Linked DNA regions of Mus musculus: region 1 is linked to region 2. A link is a contact called in public Micro-C data. All regions are on one chromosome and are shown on one strand. The core of a region is the stretch at or near the end of the contact, and the rest is flanking DNA. Distances in the headings are between cores, read along the strand shown. Region 1 overlaps Arhgap18 (Rho GTPase activating protein 18). Region 2 has its middle 19 kb from the start of Arhgap18.

Evidence for each region. Hi-C and Micro-C count contacts between places; a contact is called where the count stands out from the background.
Region 1: a Micro-C map of the HL-1 cell line shows a contact between it and region 2, with 3 times the contacts expected there. The contact joins two enhancer-like sites. A contact is called at or near these places in 12 of 39 promoter capture datasets (the 3T3-L1 cell line, 3T3-L1-derived adipocytes, the C10 cell line and 9 more), 2 of 15 datasets of contacts at CTCF or cohesin (CD8 T cells and the NIH/3T3 cell line), 102 of 484 Hi-C or Micro-C datasets (the 63-12 cell line, the AML12 cell line, B cells and 64 more), 14 of 115 datasets of contacts at active chromatin or transcription factors (the 230-238 cell line, CD8 T cells, the HPC-7 cell line and 11 more) and 4 of 9 other capture datasets (adipose tissue, embryonic stem cells, liver and 1 more).

What each region holds. Positions count from the first base shown.
Region 1 is chr10:26,877,392-26,880,645 of GRCm38.p6, reverse strand. It overlaps Arhgap18 (Rho GTPase activating protein 18), which reads right to left. Exons shown (of 15, transcript NM_176837.2): 9 at 1,596-1,755. Among named protein-coding and RNA genes, the nearest start is that of Gm30534, 87 kb to the left of the region's middle. Within about 2 kb of position 1,310, at least 25 of the 459 cell types and tissues checked have an H3K27ac peak or open chromatin away from gene starts, as enhancers often do. A contact at or near this core is called in the HL-1 cell line, where this site is marked.
Region 2 is chr10:26,751,442-26,754,729 of GRCm38.p6, reverse strand. No RefSeq gene overlaps it. Among named protein-coding and RNA genes, the nearest start is that of Arhgap18, 19 kb to the left of the region's middle. Within about 2 kb of position 1,974, at least 53 of the 459 cell types and tissues checked have an H3K27ac peak or open chromatin away from gene starts, as enhancers often do. A contact at or near this core is called in the HL-1 cell line, where this site is marked.

The DNA of each region.
Region 1 (3,254 bases), core at 61-2,560, 130 kb before region 2:
TTCCTTTCTTTTTTTCCATTTTTAAAGAGGAAAAAAAAAAGTTATTTGGTGTAAACACTCCAGTGAAATGCCAGACACGAAGACTGAGCAGCCAGCCTCACCAGGAGCGTTTGCTGGAGATCAGAGCGAGCAGCTGCTCAGAGCACCCTCAGTCCTAGGATGCTAGCTTCCAACTGTGATTCCATGACGAGCAGCCTTATGTTTGCAGACACACAGCAGTGATTTGGAAATAATTCTAACTTCCATGTGGTAATTACTCTCTGATGGAAACAGAGAGAAGATCAGACTGCCCACGAGTTGCTACCCACGGGGGCTTCCTGAGCACTGGGGGTCGTTTCTTCTAAACGTCAAGGGAACAAAACACAAGAGGAGAGTCTATCCATTCTGATACACATAGGCAAAACAGGGCATGGGACATAGTAGGTGCTCAATAAATGCTTATGGGATGAATGAGAAACCAAACAGCAAGTGAAACATCCAGGAAGTATACGCCATTATCTTCGGTACCTAATATCCAGAGAAATTAAAATCTCATCAGGATCACTTTGTCAGCAAGCAACAATTTGGTCCATATCCAGGAAATACATTAAAAATTAATGGAGTTTAATCATTAAAAAAGGGTTTTTGTTTTTGTTTTTTGGGGTTGTTTTTTTTTTGGATTTTTGTTTTGGTGTTAAAAAGAAATTAAATACTTTAAATAGCAGTGTTCTTATCTTCTTTAGATATTTTGAGGGGAAAAGTTATGATATAAGATAATTTAGACACTCACCCCAAAATTGCACACCTAAAAAATAGTATGTGATAGTGCTAGTGGGCACTATATCTCTCTGCCATTATTAATAACAACCTCATCTACTCACCAAGTGTTCTGGTTTGGAAGTTAAAGATAAGATTACTTGAACATCATTAGAGTACCCTTTCCTGTCCTGGTGGCCCCTAGGAATAAATGAGAAAACCATAGCACTATATAAACCTTGAAAGATCTTCGTATTTCCTCCCTGGAAAGGTATCAAGACAGATTACTTATTTTAATTTGGAGTTTTCCAGGACCAGAAATTGGACGAACACCAGAATTTTGCAGCCCTCTACCAATGAAGCAACAAAGCACTAGGGTCCCTACAATGAAGCAACAAAGCACTAGGGTCCCATCCTCCTACACAGCTACAGATTTACGTTTTCAGGAAATGGCCGTAGATACTATATCTCTTTGTGTTTTTATAGTAAGTGCTAATCCACAGTTTCTCCACTCTGTGTTCCTTTCAACACTTGGCAAGAAAACCACAACAGAGATCTATGTGACTCATGCTATTAAGAGAGAAACTCAAAGTTTCCAGGTCTTAACACTAGATGCATTGTGTTTTTAAAGGCCATGCAACTTATCTGCACCTGAAGAGAATATTCAGTTATGTTTACTTAGACATTATATGAATGAAAGGAAAGTGGTATGTAGCATCTGACAACTCTTGACATCCGTGAATCAACTTATCTAAGGAAACACGTCTGGTAGTGCGGTGCCTTATGATGACAGTTGTCACTGAGACAATTAACGTGGGTGGAACTCACCCCCAGGCTACTTCCAGGTAGAAAACACTTACTCTGGACAGCTTGGAAGGCTTTGAGATACTCCATGCTCAGCAGTGGCTGGGGCAATTCTCTCAGAAAGAGCTTCAGCAGGCTGGCCGCATCGTGCTGTTTGACACTTTCCCAATTGAAAGTCCCCTCGTAAAATTTCGCTTCTAGTTCTTGGCAAAGATTCTAAATGGCACAAGGGGAGACAGAAATTAGCAGTAAGTACGTTTGTTCCCTATTGAGAGTGTGATCTGTTTTTCATCTTATAAGATTTCTAATCTATAAAGAAATATCTGAATAGCAAAAGTCAATGTGTTTCTGTTACACAGAAAAATATCGTTCCCAACTTTGATTGTCCTTTAAGTGAAGAAATTATACCCAAGGTTAAGAAAAGAGTTTAAACATTTTCACACACTTTAATTAGCAAAGATTTAATTAAAAGATCAGTTAAAATCACTTTCTACTCGGCATGTAACCTAAACACTACCATTAGTTATTTAAAAAAAAAAATTACAATTCAAGACAATGTTTTTAAAGCTATTTAGAGGCATATTACATAGCAAAATGAACAAATCCAAATCTTACACAGATGTTACCTCAATTTTGTTACCTTTGAGAAATGTAAAGCCAAATCCTGTAGATAAGGAGTCATAGAAATATGGAAAGATACTTGCCTTCACTGTCCCACCATTCTGCTGTCAGCCCAAGTTAATTTAGTGAGTCCATGCAGAACGTGGAAGCTGAGGCCCCTCACTTCAAGCACTCTATGAGACGTGCCAAGCCATCTACTACTGCTACTAAATCAACTTAGTGTGTGAGGACTATTTTTCAAGATTCATTTTTAACGTGGCATAAGACTTATTGTGTCAAAAATGTTTCCAAGTGTCTATTACTGGAGCCACTTTCTCAAAGGACAGGTTGTGGGTTTTGTTTCTTTTGTTTCACTGGGGATGGATCCCTATACCTCTGTGTGCTAGGAAAGGGTTCCAGTATCGAGCTACAGCCTCTGTTATACAGTAACATACTGAGGCTCATCCTCTCCTGATAGAGTAACCTTACCACATTTTCTCCGAACCAAATCCTAGCCAATTTTTTTGCCTAATTGTTTTTGTAGTTGGTGAGAAGCATGGCTGATACCTCAGAAACTGGGGGGTGGAGTCAAAGAGCAGTGAGGGAGGAAAGAGAAAGGAGCAGGGAAGGAGAAAAGAAGGAGAGAGAAGAAACGAAGAGGGAAATTAACGCTAAATGGGGGAAAGAGGCAAGAAGGGGTACAGAAGGTTCAGTGGAGTAGGGAGACCAACCATTAGCAGCACATCATCTGTAAATAAATCCTTTACAAGGGGCTGGCTGCGCCACGATCTGGCCTATGACAACAGGCCGGGTGGACCAGTTGACACAGTTGAATCCACTTAACTGCCCTTCTTAGAAATTACCCAAAGCTGTTCCTTCTGTCAAAGCCGCCAACTGCGCGGCTCCTGTCAAGAGCCTTCCTCTGCTCCCACCTGGAGTGTTCTGTTCCCTCTCCTTTTAAAATCCAAACTCCGTTGCTATTACTCATCCTGACTCTGTCTCACCCAGCTCCCTACTACCTTCTGAGTCACGATGTTCTCGTTCTCAAGGGATTATAATAGGTGACGTGGGGATCTGGAAAAATACAAACTTATAGAAACCAGAAGGAGTGTGTA
Region 2 (3,288 bases), core at 725-3,224:
CAGGAACATGTATGCAACCACAGGAGTATATATACACACATACATATGCACACACAGGGGGTGGGGCAGGCAGGCAGGGAGAGTTAAACATAAGATAAAAAAAAGTGGGCCACTTTCCACTGGGGACCCTTCCAAACTTCTTTTATCTCCAATATGATGAATCCATGATCGGTTGACAGACATGGACCACCATCTGCGTGGTAACCAATAGACCTCACACTGGCAGCTACATGGTAACAGTCATCAGCTAAGCAAAGAGAGATTGACCAGCCCTCCCTTCCCTCTATGGATACCATAAAACCAAGAGTGGTAAGCAGCAAGCTAAACAAAGGAAATGTTTGCCTTTCTGGCTACTCCTTTAGAGGACTTGGCAAATCCCTAGCAAACCTTCAGATCAGCTAGTAAGCAAGTTCATGGTGTTGGTTCTTTTCCCTAGAATACAGCAATAGACGTATCTACTGGCCAATCAGATAATCACACGGCACTGGTACAATAGTCAGTGGGAATCGTCTTCTAATGGAGAGACACGTAGCCAGGGCTGACTGGCATTGAGAGAGAAAACTAGTATTAGGGGTTATCTTTTCTGTTCAGGACTGACTTTATCTCAAGGGACCTTAGCTAGCAGCACGTATCATGTGATGGTGACTCGGGACACTTCTGAATACAGCCATTATGGTGGTACCACACTGCCCATCCTGGCCAGTCTTTAAAAACAGGGCAGTTAGCCCTCAATGGCAAGCCAGGCTCAGTACCATCAAACACCAGTGAGAAATAATGAGGAACCCTGGGGTATTGGGGGGAAAATTAAAACTATTGGCTTTGGGAATTGTGCTTTCCACAATTTGTAATCAATAATAATAATAATAATCATTATTATTATTATTAATCTCTGTAACTTTATAGAAATTAACCATTCTAGGTCTCCACGTCCTCATCCAATGAGGAAAGGGTTAGTCAGACTACATGTGATCCCATGATCCACCGGACATGTGTCTATAAGCATAGCATAAGTCATTTAATCTGTGCAGCTCAATCATGTATGCGCTGTGTGCCATGAACTATGCTGTGTGTGTTTTCATGGTGGCAATACTCAGGATAGCAGTGACATTTTCGCCGTTTGATAAATTAAAACCTCAAAATATGCAAACCCACAAACAGCATTGATCTGTCCAGGGAGCCTGTCATGTCAACTTAGGACTCACTCCCCATGCGAGTCATTTTACTTACAGTACAGTGTCGTAAGAAGCAGGATCCTTCAGGATCTCGGATATACAGAAACCGAAATCAAAGGGAGGCCCAGGAAAGCCAGCCTCGGCACCCATGGTCTAGCGTGGAGAGCACTCCCTTGGTGTCACTCCTTCAGTTCCAAATGCTCTCTGTCCAACCTGCCATTTCGTCATGCAAAAGCCAATGTTTTTACCCATGTTGAAATAAGATGAGCTTTTAGCTTTAATTTGGTTGCCACCTGCTGGCTGAAAGACAAAAAAAAAAAAAAAAAAAAAAAAAAAAAAAAAAATCCCTCTGCAGCAAAGGACATGCTTAAACAAAAGAAAGCCTTACCCTTAGCAGAGCCAGTGGGGATGAGCTTGGGTTACCCTGTAAACTGGACGGGAGCGGATACTAAACATGTGTAGTGTGGGACAGACACTACAGTGGATTCTCCAGATGCCTTGCTGCTCGTACTCACCAATAAGCTTTGTGACAGCCCACCATTTTGAAGAAGAGAAGCTCAACTCCTGGCATCAGAGGATACCACCAAAGAGTGGTAAGGGATTCCGAAGTAGGCCAGACAGAGCATTTCTCCATCCCTAGCATATCCTCTTTTCCTTATCACATGCCTTTCCACCACCCTGGAATGCCCAGGTAACCTTACGGCGGGTAGAAAATGCTCTCTGCAGGCCTCCTACTGCAGAGCTGCAGTATGCTGCCAAATCACAAAGCATTCAGAGGATTTCCCAGCCAAGCCGAGGCAGGCCAAGAAAATACTTCATCAATCCTGCAGGGGGCGCCAGTGATAACCAGTCAAAATACAATAAACACTCTGAGATCAGGAATTTGGTTTTTTAATAGAAATTCATATTAAACATTCGATCCTTCAGCTGAAATAGTTATAAAAGGAGAGAGGGTGGGTGTTCTATGTTTCTCTTGGGAAACACTCAAAGTTCACCTGTGTCCCCGTGGACACCCTGTACTGACTGATTTCTGCCGCCTGAGATACACAAAGCCCAGTGCCGAGTTCAGACAGCTCACGGCCGGACTGGACAGGAGCATAAATACTGGGCTCCTTTTGTCTCGGAGAGGCATTACTGGCCGGCTAATGGCTGAGGGATTAACCTCCGCAGGCACTGTTCTCAGCACTTCATATATTAACTAAATCTTCACACAATGGGAAAGAGAGCAGCACTGGTGCTCTAATAAAGGAGGAGTCTTACTCTTTTTTTAATGGATGTTAAAGAAAACATGCAATTCCACATACCTCTCACATAATAGTAGCAGTGTGCAAGCCCAAGCACTGTGCACTGTTTACGTTTAACCTCTAAGACAGTGGTTCTCAACTTTTTGTTTTTAAGGTTTTTTATTTTATGTAAGTGCACTGTAGCTGTTTTCAGACACCCCAGAAGAAGGCATCAGATCGCATTACGGGTGGTTGTGAGCCACCATGTGGTTGCTAGGATTTGAACTCAGGACCTTCGGAAGAGTGGTCAGTGCTCTTAACCACGGAGCCATCTCTCCAACCCCTGTTCTCAACCTTCTTAAAGCTACGATCTTTTAACACCTTTGTGTTGTGGTGACCCTAGCCATAAAATTATTTTCGTTGCTACTTCATAAATGTAATTTTGCTACTGATGTGAATGCCACATAAATATCTGAGATGCAGATTATCTGATATGTGACCTATGTCAAAGGGTCACTTATTTCCCCCGAAGGGTCTTGACCCACAAGTTTAGAACCACTGCTCTCAGAGAAGTGCTATAGCTGAACAGAGGAATAGAGATGAAAGATAGATCAGTGACCAGTTAGTTGGCCATTCCCTCAGTCTCTGCTACATCCGATGGGCAAGCACCAAACCCTGGCACTATTAATGATACTCTGTTATGCTTGCAGACAAGAGTCTAGCATGGATATCCTCTGAGAGTCTTCATTGAGGCAGCTGACTCAGATAGCTGCAGACAACCCCAGTCAAACAGTGGATGGAGCTTGGGGACCCTCATGTAAGAGCAGGAGGAAGGATTGCAGACCCAAAAGGGATAGGAACGCCACAGAAAAATAACAGTCAACTAACCTGGA